2 separate regions of the Sus scrofa genome follow, and region 1 is linked to region 2. A link is a contact called in public HiChIP or PLAC-seq data. All regions are on one chromosome and are shown on one strand. The core of a region is the stretch at or near the end of the contact, and the rest is flanking DNA. Distances in the headings are between cores, read along the strand shown.

The links. HiChIP or PLAC-seq counts read pairs in DNA pulled down with a chosen protein or histone mark.
Region 1: an H3K27ac HiChIP or PLAC-seq map of skeletal muscle shows a contact between it and region 2. The contact joins two enhancer-like sites. A contact is called at or near these places in 2 of 2 datasets of contacts at active chromatin or transcription factors (alveolar macrophages and skeletal muscle).

The regions. Positions count from the first base shown.
Region 1 is chr13:125,961,090-125,967,517 of Sscrofa11.1, forward strand. All of the region lies in intron 2 of LPP (lipoma-preferred partner), which reads left to right. Among named protein-coding and RNA genes, the nearest start is that of LPP, 180 kb to the left of the region's middle. Within about 2 kb of position 2,237, at least 8 of the 83 cell types and tissues checked have an H3K27ac peak or open chromatin away from gene starts, as enhancers often do. A contact at or near this core is called in skeletal muscle, where this site is marked.
Region 2 is chr13:125,734,106-125,739,967 of Sscrofa11.1, forward strand. No RefSeq gene overlaps it. Among named protein-coding and RNA genes, the nearest start is that of LPP, 45 kb to the right of the region's middle. Within about 2 kb of position 2,261, at least 5 of the 83 cell types and tissues checked have an H3K27ac peak or open chromatin away from gene starts, as enhancers often do. A contact at or near this core is called in skeletal muscle, where this site is marked.

The DNA.
Region 1 (6,428 bases), core at 987-3,486, 230 kb after region 2:
TCTCATTTCTACAAAAATACCATCTTATTTAAAAAAGATGGTAGCCAAAAATACAGGAATAGCTCCTACCTGTCTTTTTGTCCATCTGTAGTCCACAAAATGCCCCTGCAAAAAATCCTTTCCTATGTATTTCATGTATTTTCATGGGTAAACATATCAGAAAAGTGTACTATAGACACACCATAGATTTTGATAGCTCTATGAGGCAGAGACCTATTTGTTCATTAAGAAACTGTAGTTATTACATTGTTTCCTCCAATGCCAATTGTTAAATATTAATAAAATAAGTTTTGAGAAGTGGTTAACTATGCCCCCCTTCTTCACTAAAACCCATTTTGAAATTACCAAGAAAATTTTAATCATGTCTTGAAAGATCATGAAAAATTGCTCTTGAGACAGAGGGATTTAATATTTATTTTTCTGTCTATCATCCATCTGTCATCTATCTATCTATCATATCTATCTGTCTGTCTATCTACTTTTTTTTGTTTTGGAAGAGGTTTTGGTGTGGAAAATAGGATAAAACTTCTCAAATAGCCTTTGGAAAGTAGAGAAGTAAATATTATGGAGACATGCTACAGAAATTTAAAATAATCTTGTGGTAAGAATTGGTATCGGTGGCAGTAATGAAGACAGAATAACTGTTTAAATAAATAATTAGACTTGACAGTAGACGTGTCAACAGGTACCCACTTAATGAGTGTAATCATTGTTTTTCTCGGCTTTCAACGTTGATCCACTGACTGTGGTGTGTTCCCTGTCCAATTTCCAAACCAAGTCTATTTAAAGCTGTACTTCATGGAATCTGAAACTGTATACCCTGTTTACTATTTAGAGCTGATACCCGATGTTCTTTAACAGGGAATATCTGTACTTGAGCAAGAACAGGTTTCTGGCCTCTGGTAGAACATTGATTTTCCTTATTTTCTACAAGGTGATTCATTAGCAGGGATGAATAATGCCCAATTAATTCTCATGGACTTGTCTATATTGCTAGAGTGCATTGTTTATTATAATTTAATAGAAACAGCCCTAATCTGTCTTAACACAAATAAATCAGTGATTTTTTTTTTTTTTTTTTTTGAGGTGGAGGTAGAGACAGTAGTTATAAGTAAAATTATTTTCTTAGTCATCTGGATAGAATCTCATTGTTTGCAGGAGTGAAGCAATGCATTATGGGTTATGTTCTATGAACCCAAATTCATGAGAATCTAATTCTACTGCTAGCTCTGGGCCTTGGACAAGTCACTTTCCCTTCTCTGGGGTCCTTTTCAGTATCTAACAACAGATAAAGTTGGACTGGTCAGTATGGCATTTCTTCTAGTCAAATGTCCTATTTTTTACAATGTTTTTCCCTTGGCCAATCCTTTCTCCTACTGCCGCTTTTCCAATGTCATAGGAGAATGCAGTATGTGAAAATAGTTGTTCTTTTCAGCATTTGACTTTTGTACATACCAGAAGGGCAGGTAGTGATTTGAACTATACATACAGTATGATTGGCCATTTATGCATTTTTTTGGTTCCCATTCAGTTTCTGGTAGAAAAGAAAAAACATCTGTTCTTCCGTGTTTCTCTGCTCTATAATCTGGGTCTCAGTTTCACAGACTCTGGTAGCATAGAGAGGTTCCTCTTCTGTTTGTTGTTTGACTTTTCCAGGGTTGCAGTCAGTGACCTTAAGGAGAGATCAGAATGTTAAAGGCAGAGGGGACTTTAAGAACCACTCTAGCCAAATTCTTTCATTACAGAGATGGAGATTTTGGGTCAAGGAGAGAATCTGATTTGTCTAATGTATTAGTGGGCTAGAAGATCTGGGCTAGAATTCTTTCTTCTGACTCCATAGTTATATCTCTGTTTTAGGAGAGAAATCTCTATGTGAAGTGTGCTTTCTCTTCCTGATTTTAAAGGGACGCCATTTTCAGGCAAAACCAATCCCATTGTCAACACAGGGATGTGAGCTGCCCTTGAAACATAAATGGATGCCAAGCCTCTCTGTTTTTTCCATGAGGCATGGTATAGAGGATTCTGGCTGCTTGTCTTCTCTGTGTTTATTAGGAGGCTGTGGATTTCCCTGTAGTTCTTCCTGTAAGAGATTACTTGCCCCTGACCTCACCACTGTGTCTTCCTGCCCTTTTCTGATCCAGTGAATTATAGGAAGCTGAGTATGAGTTCCTAGCTGGCTATGTACTACGCATAGTTGGGAACATTAATAAAGAGAAGACAGATGCAGGATTAATACACAGGGGACAGGAGAGTAATAGCCAACATGGTGAAATCTAGTTCAAGGCCTGCAGTTCACAGTCACTGTGCTACCCAAGATTAACAGCAGCATCTTTCATTCTTTCAGACCTTCTCTCTGCCTTGTTCTCGTGGGACTGGGCTGGGACTGACAATCAGCTGGGATGATCTTTGCCAAAATCAAACTAATGTTTTCATGAGATTTCCAGAGAAGAGAGTAGTAATTATCTAATAGTTAGAAGATAACTTTGAGGCCACTGGGTCTTAACACTTATCTTATACCTCATAATCCTGGCATGTAGAGTGTGGCAATTATATTACTGAGTCTGTGGTTCAATCCTGGCTCTACTTAATTTGCTGTGACTTTGGTGAAAGCATGACTTTCCTCTGAACCTCAGTTTCTCCATCTGTAATATGGGAGGGGGAGGAGGCGGAAGCGAGTGAAATAGATGATGTCTGAGTTTCCCCAACTCTGATTTTCATGAGTCTCTGATTTTTCTAAGGTCCCATAGCAAGTTTGCAGCCAAGCTGAATCTGAAATTCTTTGTCTGGTTTGGAGTGCTCATCATGAAAACTTCCACTGTCTCTTTCTAAGCTGCATGCTTGTGTCTTTTAGCCTTGTTTTATTAAATAAACTTCTTTCTCTCTGAGTTGGAAGATCCCTTTCTGTCAAGGGACTTGCCTAAGGCAGTAGTTATTAATTTGTCTCTCTGTGTGTGTGTTTAGCGGTAGGGGAAAGGATTATGGAATATTTGGAAATGCAGATGAATCTATGAAATAGAAAATACATGTCTGCATAGAATGTTGTCTATAATTTCAGGAGGTCTGTAAACCTTCTGAAGATCATATATAGGTTCTAGATTAAGCAAAAGATATTTTTCAGTGTGGGAAGTCTGTGATGACATTTGGGTAACATACATTTCCTTTGCTGTTGGATTTCTCCCACAATTCACCTATTGTTTTGCTCTGAGTGTCAGACTCATTTATGAGCATGACTCTGGACATTTATTACATTTCAAGTTGTTGAGTGATGTCTTAATATTGAAATTCTTATTCTACTTATTTTATTCATTCACTCACTCACACACATTCACTCACTCAGGTGTTGTTTTAATCCAAAATCTGCTAAGTGCTATCCATTTTAATACTTCATTTCATTAATCTCATAAAGTAGAAAATTATTTTTTCCCACCTTTCTTATGTGGACCCTGAGCTCAGAGAGTTTGTGTAATTTGTCTAATGTCATACAGCAAATAAAATAGCAAAGTCTGGATTCAAATGCACATCTGCTTCAAGATGTGTGAATACCTCCAGAGATAACACAGACTATGAATAGGGACAGTGAAACAATTCTAAAAACTGTAGAAGTTTCTGGTAGGAATTGGACAGAGGCCCCCTGAAGAATACTCTGAATGTGAGCAATGGGAGTTCAGAGATGAACAAGATCATATGTCCTGAAACATTTACATGAAAATTCATTAATTAAGTACTCTGCTGGTACCTTCAGGCAGAATAAGAAAGTTGGGCAGTTGTATAAACTGCCTTATAAATAACTCATATTTTTCCCATTCTTTCAAACTTGTATCAGGTTAGTATTCTCAGTTTCTCCATTTTTATAAGTGAGAGGAGGAGGAGACAGAGTGATAGGGTCATAGAGCCCTGATCATACTGCAGGTTATCAACTGAATTGGAATCTCAATGCTTTGGGAAATCCATTTGTTGTTTTCTCCCTATTATGCGGGGGATTTTTACTAGAGATAGACTCCTGGCTGTGCACAGATCAGCACAGATGCAGATGTGAGCAGTTAGAATTTGGATCGTGCCAAGATGTAATGACTGCCACATGTGTGAAGCTCATCTCAAGGCCTGGTGACCCACCGTGAGTCTATGTGGGAGCCCTGGGACTGACCGCTGGTGTGAGACATGGAAGAGGCCTTGGAGATTGTCAGGGGCAACACCTTCAGATGGGCAGGCAGAACAAGGACCAGACTTCATACCAGCATCCTACAGTAACAGCTAATTAAATTTTCTGTCATCTGTTCGCTCATGCTCATACTTCCCAGGTAAATATAGCTGGATTGGGAATCCAGCACTGTTAGCTGCCGGACCTTGGATGCAGTATCTTGATTTCTTTGGATCTCAGTTTCGTTGTCTGTAAAATGGAAATCACACCCTAGTGGCAGGACTGTTGGGAGGATAAGTGGAATACCACTGTGCTATATAATACAAAAATATTATTGTCTGTGTGATTAATAGTTTGCATCCTAGCCCAAATGAGACAGGCACATGCGACCTGTTCTTATAGATTCTACTTCCTAACTTCATCTTTAGATTTTTTAGATCCTTGCTTCTTAGAGTTTGGTTTGAAGACCAGGAGCATCAGCATCACCTGGGAGCTTGTTAGAAATGCAGACCTCAGGCCACACTCCAGACTTACTGATCAGAATCTGCATTTTAATAAGATCCCTAGGTAGTTCCTAGGCTCATTAGAGTTTGAGAAGCATTGTTTTCGGCTGGAGACCAATTTCGAGTCTGTTGGCTACAGGCCTGCTGACAATGACTGGGTCTGTGCCAGCATTCCTAGGCATTCCTTCCCCAAGCCTTGAGAGACAGGAGGGAGCCCTGTGAAGTTGCTCCCTGGGAATCATGGAAGGCGGGTTGAAGGAATCCAGCAGTCTTTATCTTTTCAACGCCCTTCATTTCCTCAGAAGTGGGATTCACCAGGGGTCAAACTGGGACTGGATCCCAAGTCTTGAGGCTCCCAGAGTCCGTGCTCTTTTCATTATACACTGATGTCTCAGTCAGGAGGAATGCTGGGCTATGGGTACGATAACTCTTCATTCCCCATAGAGCGAGTATTTCCACACTGGCTGTTTTACTCTATTACTCAATTCCTAGAGGGGAAGAATTAAAAAAAAAAAAAAAATTAAAAAAGCTTGAGTCGAAAGCCAGGATCCTGCAGCTTAATCAGTTATTTTCGTTTTTTAATGAGGGAGACTATTGTGAAATAAGTAATTATTAATTACTCAAAACTAATGAAATATTTTAGTTTCCTTGCTAAAAAAGCATATGGAAGCTAAAAGAAAGCATATGGGTGTTTTTCGGGAAGCATATTGGTGAATGGACAAATTACAGTGGTGCCAATATGCCTTTGCTGTCTGGCTGGGGCCATCACTACATGTGCTGGCATCTGAGTCCTCATGTGTTTAAAGGGATTATTTAAAATTCCCATCTGATGTGTGCCTTGGGTTGCCTCTGGAGTTACCCAGCTCTGCCTCATAAATCTTTCTGTCATGCTTTTACTCCGATATTACTGGTCGAGAGTCACTTGGTTAAAAACCTTGGTGGTTGGTGGCTGCCATGCTCTTCCTTTCTAGATGTTTCTGTTTCTCTGCAGTAGACTGAGCGGGCCTGTCCAGCCAATGGCTAGGGATTGAGACCGTGTCCACCTGACAGTTTACCACAGCATCCTTTAGGCTGTAGAACTGGACCTCCTTGCTCCACTGGGGACTAGGAGTCAGATTTTAGGCCCCCCACTGAGTGTCTGCACTGCAGATTTGTCCCTTGTAAAATTGGCATGGTAATTCTAGTGCATCTTCACTCAGAGGCATGGCTGCTTATCCAGTTTATAGTCCATGCTCTTTGCTTCTCCTCACCTTTTCTTTATGTCTCTTCCTTCTTGTGTATTTAGTCATTCTGGTAAATAGCTTGATGGATTGGGAGAAGGTTGAAACTATTTTGGCTGCTCTGGGGAGTGTGCACATCCAGGCTGGTGATGGTCAGAGGAGGCATGATGTGTTTGAGAAGGTACTTGACCCAGTGTCAGAAAACCAAGGTGTAGACCAACCTGACTTAAGAAGCAATTACTTAGCACCTACCAAGAAAGGTGGCTTGCTAAGACATTGAAGGAGGGAGCTGGCAGGTATGTGGAGGTGAGTTTGATTCAGGGCCAGCCAAGTCTCAGTGTGATGTGTGGGCTCAGTAATTATGCTTTGTGAGCGAGAGTATTTGGGGAACTCTTTCTAGAGGAGGTTTCTTACAAAACCAGGGACTGGATTTGGCTTTGAAGGATGAATAAATGGACATCAATGGGAGATTACAGGGACCTGAGGGGAAATCTCTGACAGACAAGAATCAGCTTGAGGCAACACTCAGAGGCAGGTGAGTATCAGCCATGCCCAGTAAACTGGGCA
Region 2 (5,862 bases), core at 1,011-3,510:
AGGTGAAAATGGCACGTACTAATTCTCCTTGCTTCTTCCTGCCTAGGTTCTTACCTCACGTTCCTGGGTAAAATGAGTCCCTTTAACTCTAAAAAAGGAAGTGGATGTTGTTCTGTGAGGAGCGTTCCAGGCACCCTAAGTGTGAGCACACAGCTGTTGGTCTGCGTTCAGGGTGACAGTTATGTCAGTGAAAGTGACAGCTAGGGGAAAACAACCCAGTGACCTGCCAGGAGCCCCAGACTGGTACCCAAAGACCAGGGTTTAAAGACAGATGGGCCACCCAACAACTGGAGTGGAACCTTGAACACGTTACTCCCTTGCTTGGGGCCTCAGTTTTTCCATCCACAAAATGAAGGGTTTAGACTAGCCCGGCAGATTTCAATTTTTTAAACAGCAAGAAATTCTCTTTTAAAGATCAAATCTCATGCAGAGCTCCAATATTACCAAAAAGCAGATAAAAATGGACCCCCTCTCTCTGAAGGTACCCTCTCCCATCCCCAAGTGAAACTATTTGCTCAGCCTCCAGCTCACTGGAGTGAAACTCTTCTAATTAAAATAATATATGGTTCTTTCATGAGAGTAACCAGTTAGATCTAGAGAAAAAAAAAAAAAAAGAAGAAGAAGATAGGCTAAATAGGGTAGTAGGATAATAAGGACAGGGGTCTGGGGAGATGGGGGGTAGAGAGGGTAGTGGGGAGAATTTGGGCATTGATGGAATTCTGAGACCATAGCCTACTTTTTCACCTCACATTCCCCAAGAGGAAACTGAGGCCAGGTGGTTAAGGTTTAAACTTTGTGACTTTTTGACCCAGGAAGTTTTGAGAATCATAATAAGGAAATGATTATAGCATGCTGTGAGCTCTTCAGAGACAAGCAGTATTTAAATACAAGGTATTATTACCTCCATAGAGCTCTTTTGATTACCACTGTGCTTGAAAATGTGGGCAAACCACTTTTATTTTTCAAAACTCAGGTGTGTTTTTTCTTTTTTTAAAAAAAAAAAAAAGTTCACATGTACAGTACCTACCCTATCCCCATTATAAGTTAATTCTCGCTGCCTTGTCGCAGGATAATTTAAATGTTCAAAGGTATATTATATTAATTTTATCAGCTAAATTGGCTGTCCCACATTTAAGACATCTATTCCTTCCAGCTCACTCTTCTCCCACTATTTGAAGGACTGTTACATTAACAGTGAAACAATATTATACTGGGATTTTAAATGTCAGGACCTAATATCATTCAACAGATGTACTAGAGAGGAACATAGCACTCATAGACTCTGAATAAATCAGATTAGCCCTGAAATATTTGGCTCCTTGATACAGGGCCTGCAGTTAAACCTTAGAAGTCAACCCCACAAAATTCAGACTGTTCTTCTTTCAGAACTGAGGGACCTGAATGTTTAGTTTCTACAGTGCTCTCGGACTTTAGGTCAGAGTGTGGGGGTTCCCGTTGTGGTTCAGTGGGATAAGAACCCGTGAGGATATGGGTTCAATCCCTGACCTCAACAAGTGGGTTAAGGATCCAGCATTGCCATGAGCTGCTGTGTAGTTCTCGGATGTCACTCTGATCCAACAACGTTGCTGTGGATGTGGCATGAGCTGGCAGCTGAAGCTTCAACTTGACCCTAGCCTGGGAACTTCCATATGCCACAGGTGGAGCCCTTAAAAAAAAAAAAAAAAAAAAAATCAGCAGTGTAGTTCAAGCCCTGATTTTATTGTGCATGAGCAAATTGACTTTGGTAAATCATTTCACTTCTCTGGTCCTGCTTTCTCTCTGTAAACTGGGGTCGTCTCCCCACCTTGCCTACTTCACAAGGCTGCTCTAAGGATCAAAATGATGTGATGTGGAAAGCCCCATCGGGTCCTGCTGCTTACTAGCTGTGTGACCTTAAATAAGTTGCTTTTCTACTCTGAACCTCAGGTTTCTCATCAGAGGAAAGAGGTTCTTGATGGTACTTTTCTCAGAGGGTTGTTTTGAGGAGTTTAAAGCCTCACCCATGTGAAGGCTCGGTCCATGTGGGCACTTATTAAAAAGCTGTAACACTCCATGTGCCTAAAGGGTTACTGTTGTTTCTCCCTAGTTCTGCTTTCAGTGCACGGCAGACCTAAAGATAACCCTATATCTATTGTCTCGGAACCGCCTGGGTGCTCTTACTCAAAGGAAAGGAAAAAGGAAATACACTGTGGCCCAGAATGGGATTCCAGAGAAATCCAAAATGAGCTGTGGTCTAAAAGCGACTTCTCTCCAAGCCTATTTTTAACCAGCTGTGAACTTCTCTAATACGCAAAGAGTGATGCTGGGCTCCCTGAATAACTCCACTGAGGAGCTGCAGCCCACTTCTGCTACTATGTGAATTTATGGAGTTCTGGTCTCACACTTCATTAATGAAATACACGGTGGTGCTGAGACAGGGGGCCAGACACCTATAACTCTTGTCCCAACCTCCCCGTTATAAATCTCCGTGCCTCATTCACTGAAGTGGAACAACTGAAGGGCTGTTAGCACCTGCTCCTTTGTAGTGTGGGCTCTCTCCTTTTCAGGCTGTTTGCAACAGACAGCTTTATTAAGAGATCACCATTCAAAAGTCTAGGCCCAGGAGTTCCCATCGTGGCGCAGTGGTTAATGAATCACACTAGGAACTGTGAGGTTGCAGGTTCGATCCCTGGCCTTGCTCAGCGTGTTAAGGATCCGGCATTGCCGTGAGCTGTGGTATAGTTTGCAGACGCGGCTCAGATTCCTCGTTGCTGTGGCTGTGGCATAGGCCGGCAGCTTCTGGTCTGATTAGACCCCTAGCCTGGGAACCTCCATATGCCTTGGGAAGCAGCCCTAGAAAAGGCAAAAAGACAAAAAAAAAAAAAAAGTCTAGGCCCAAAGTACAGGCCCAACTTTGTTAAGAATGCTATCAGTTGCAAGTAGCAGAAAACCCAACTACACCAACTTAAACAAATGGAAATTTCTTTTTCTCACACAAAATATACACAAGAAGATGACTGCTGGTGCTAGCTGAGAGGGACCATAAAATCATCACAATTCTATTAAGTTGAAATTCCCTGCGCTTTTCCTCATGGTTACATTCTGGCGGCAGCAGCTACAATCATCATATACATATTTCAGTGAACATAAAGGTGGAGAGAAAAACTGCGGTATCAATATCAGGGAGTCAAAATATTTCTGGACCCCTGCAGCAATTTTACTCTTTTTACCTTTTTACTCTTTTCACCTCAATGGCTCAAGAACTTGTCAAATGGCCACTCTTTCTTCGAAGGGGATTAGGAATAAAAGAGTGATTGCCTAAGAGTGTCTGGCAGTACACACCCAGTAAAGGGCTGCTATTTGAAGGAACAAAAGTAAATCATTGAATGATGACTAAAGAAACAGATGAGTGAGCATTGGACACAGAGGCCTATCCTGAGATTGATTCAGCTCACTTATCATTTTTTCTAATCCCCTATCCAGGTGTCACCCATTCGCATCCCTTTGATAGCTCTCCAAAGTCCCATAATACCATATTTCCTCCTATACTTAACTTACTACTCAATTATCTATTTTTTTGACTAGTATTTAAGCCCTTTAGTGGCAAAGTGTGCATCTTATTCACCACTGGCACAATTCCTAGAACATGCTAGTTAATGTGTAAATAATTGTTGTTGTATTGAGTATGCTCTCAAAAAAAATTTTTCCAGAAAACATTAAAAGACTTATGACTTAGCACACACATACACATATACTTTTTTAATTTTCTTTTTTTTAATTTTTTTTTTTAAAAAAGAAACAATTCATAAGAAGAACCCTATAGTTAGGATATTAGAGTAAGGTACCCAGTGATAGTGCCTGGGTTCCTTAAATTTGCTGTTGACTAACCTTCCTGTTTCTTTGAGATGGCCCCTGACCCCTTCTCTTCATTTCCCATTGACTCTATCCCTTACTCCCTAGTTTAGTAACTGTCTTCATTGTATTGGGCCTTGGAAAAGAAGCAGGGTTTAGACATGCACATGTGTGATAAAAACAGCATGAGAAAACGAGTGACAGCAGAAAAGCATGGAATCAGAGTGGCTATCTGGGATTAGAGCACAGGAGTTTAAAAAAAAGCAGAAATAATGCTGGAAATATAGTAGGGATCAGATTAATTAATAAGAGACTTCAGTTTACAGCTAAAGACTTCAGACCTGGCATTCCCTGGTGGCTCAGTGGGTTAAGGATCTGGCTATGTCACTGCTGTGGCACAGGTGGCAGCTGTGGCATGGGTTCAGATGTCTGGCCTGGGAACTTTTGCAGGCATGGCAAAAAAAAACCAAAACCAAAAACAAAACAAGTTCAAACTTCATTGCTTGAGCAATAGGAAGCCATTTTTATGTAGAGACTCACAAAACCCAAGCTCTCCTTTTACAAATTTTCATCTGGTAATGGCCATGAGTAAGGACCATAGAGCTGAAGAGATGAAAGCCAGGGAGCTCAGTTAAAAACCTATTTGCAACAATAGAGGCTGAGATGAAGCAGATCTGAACTAAGGTCATGGTGGGGAGTGTGAGCGTGACTCAGGGGAACAGCTAGAGGCACTGGCATATTCAAGTAAGATGTATAACTTGCCACTCCACCAGGCAGGCAAACCAACCAGCTGACACGCTGGCCAAAGAGAGGGATGCTTAGAAAGAGTGGTTAAAGAGAGAGAAAGCAAATCTCAATTTTGGCTTCAAGACCATCTTGAAGAAGACTCTGATTGAACTTTTATGGCCCCTCGTGGAAAAGTGAGAGCATCTTTTTCTCCCAGAGATTCTTCCCTATTGCAGTGTGGAAACCAGATATAAGAAGGAGAATGATCAGATCTTTAGGGGGTGCATAATGGATGTCCAACACAGTCTACCCCGTGGACCAGGTCCGACCCTCTTGGCCTCACATTACTTGTTTCATTTCTGTGTGGATCTGGTGAATTGCAGAGGGACAAAGAGATCTTCTAATGCTCACACTGAACCTTTTCCTCTCCTACCCAAGGACTGTCGTCAACATTGCTGAGGATCAGGTCAGTAGCCCTGCATGCGCATGCACTAGCTAGAAGTGTAGGGGATTTAACATGCTATGGAGCAGACCTTTGACCAATGGGAGCTGGGAACCAGAGGATAAACTCTTCCCTCTTCTCCCCCACTCCATTAATGGGTAGTATTTATATGCAGTTTCTAAGGCCACTTAGGGGTGCTGTCTCACTTATTGAGCAATCAGTCTCACTGAGTAATGACAAGCTCAATAACCATTTTCCTACTGAATTCTCCCTTTTTCCCTCCTTTGCCTCCTTTTTCATTTTTGTTGCCTGAGATAAGATTCCTTAATAAAGCAAAATAACATAATCCCTCTACTTCAATTCTGATTTCTGGTGGACACACGCTAAGACAAAGAACAGCGATTTAAAAAAAAAAAAAGGTACAACTCACAAAGTACACTAGAAAGAAAGTCAAGGATATTTATTGCAAGATTACTTGTGATTAGGGGGAAAGGAGGAGCAGGGGTTAAAAATCAAGTGATTAATTCAATAAAGGTACATCCATACAATGACATATACCACTCAACTATTTAAAAAAATTGTGTGTCTATGTATGCAAGGTTGTTTGATCAAGAATGCAAATAGCCTAGCAGAGTGATCTCATTTGTATAAATAAGATAAGTATCTGTACTTTATCTGACACTAGTATGTATCTCTAGTGTGGGACTTCTCATCCTGGCTCAGCAGTTAAGAACCCAACTAGTACCCAGGAGGACTCAGGATCGATCCTTGGCCTCACTCAGTGGGTTAAGGATCCAGCGTAGCTGTGAGCTGTGGTTTATGTTGGTGGCTGCAGCTCCAATTTGACCCCTAGCCTGAGAACT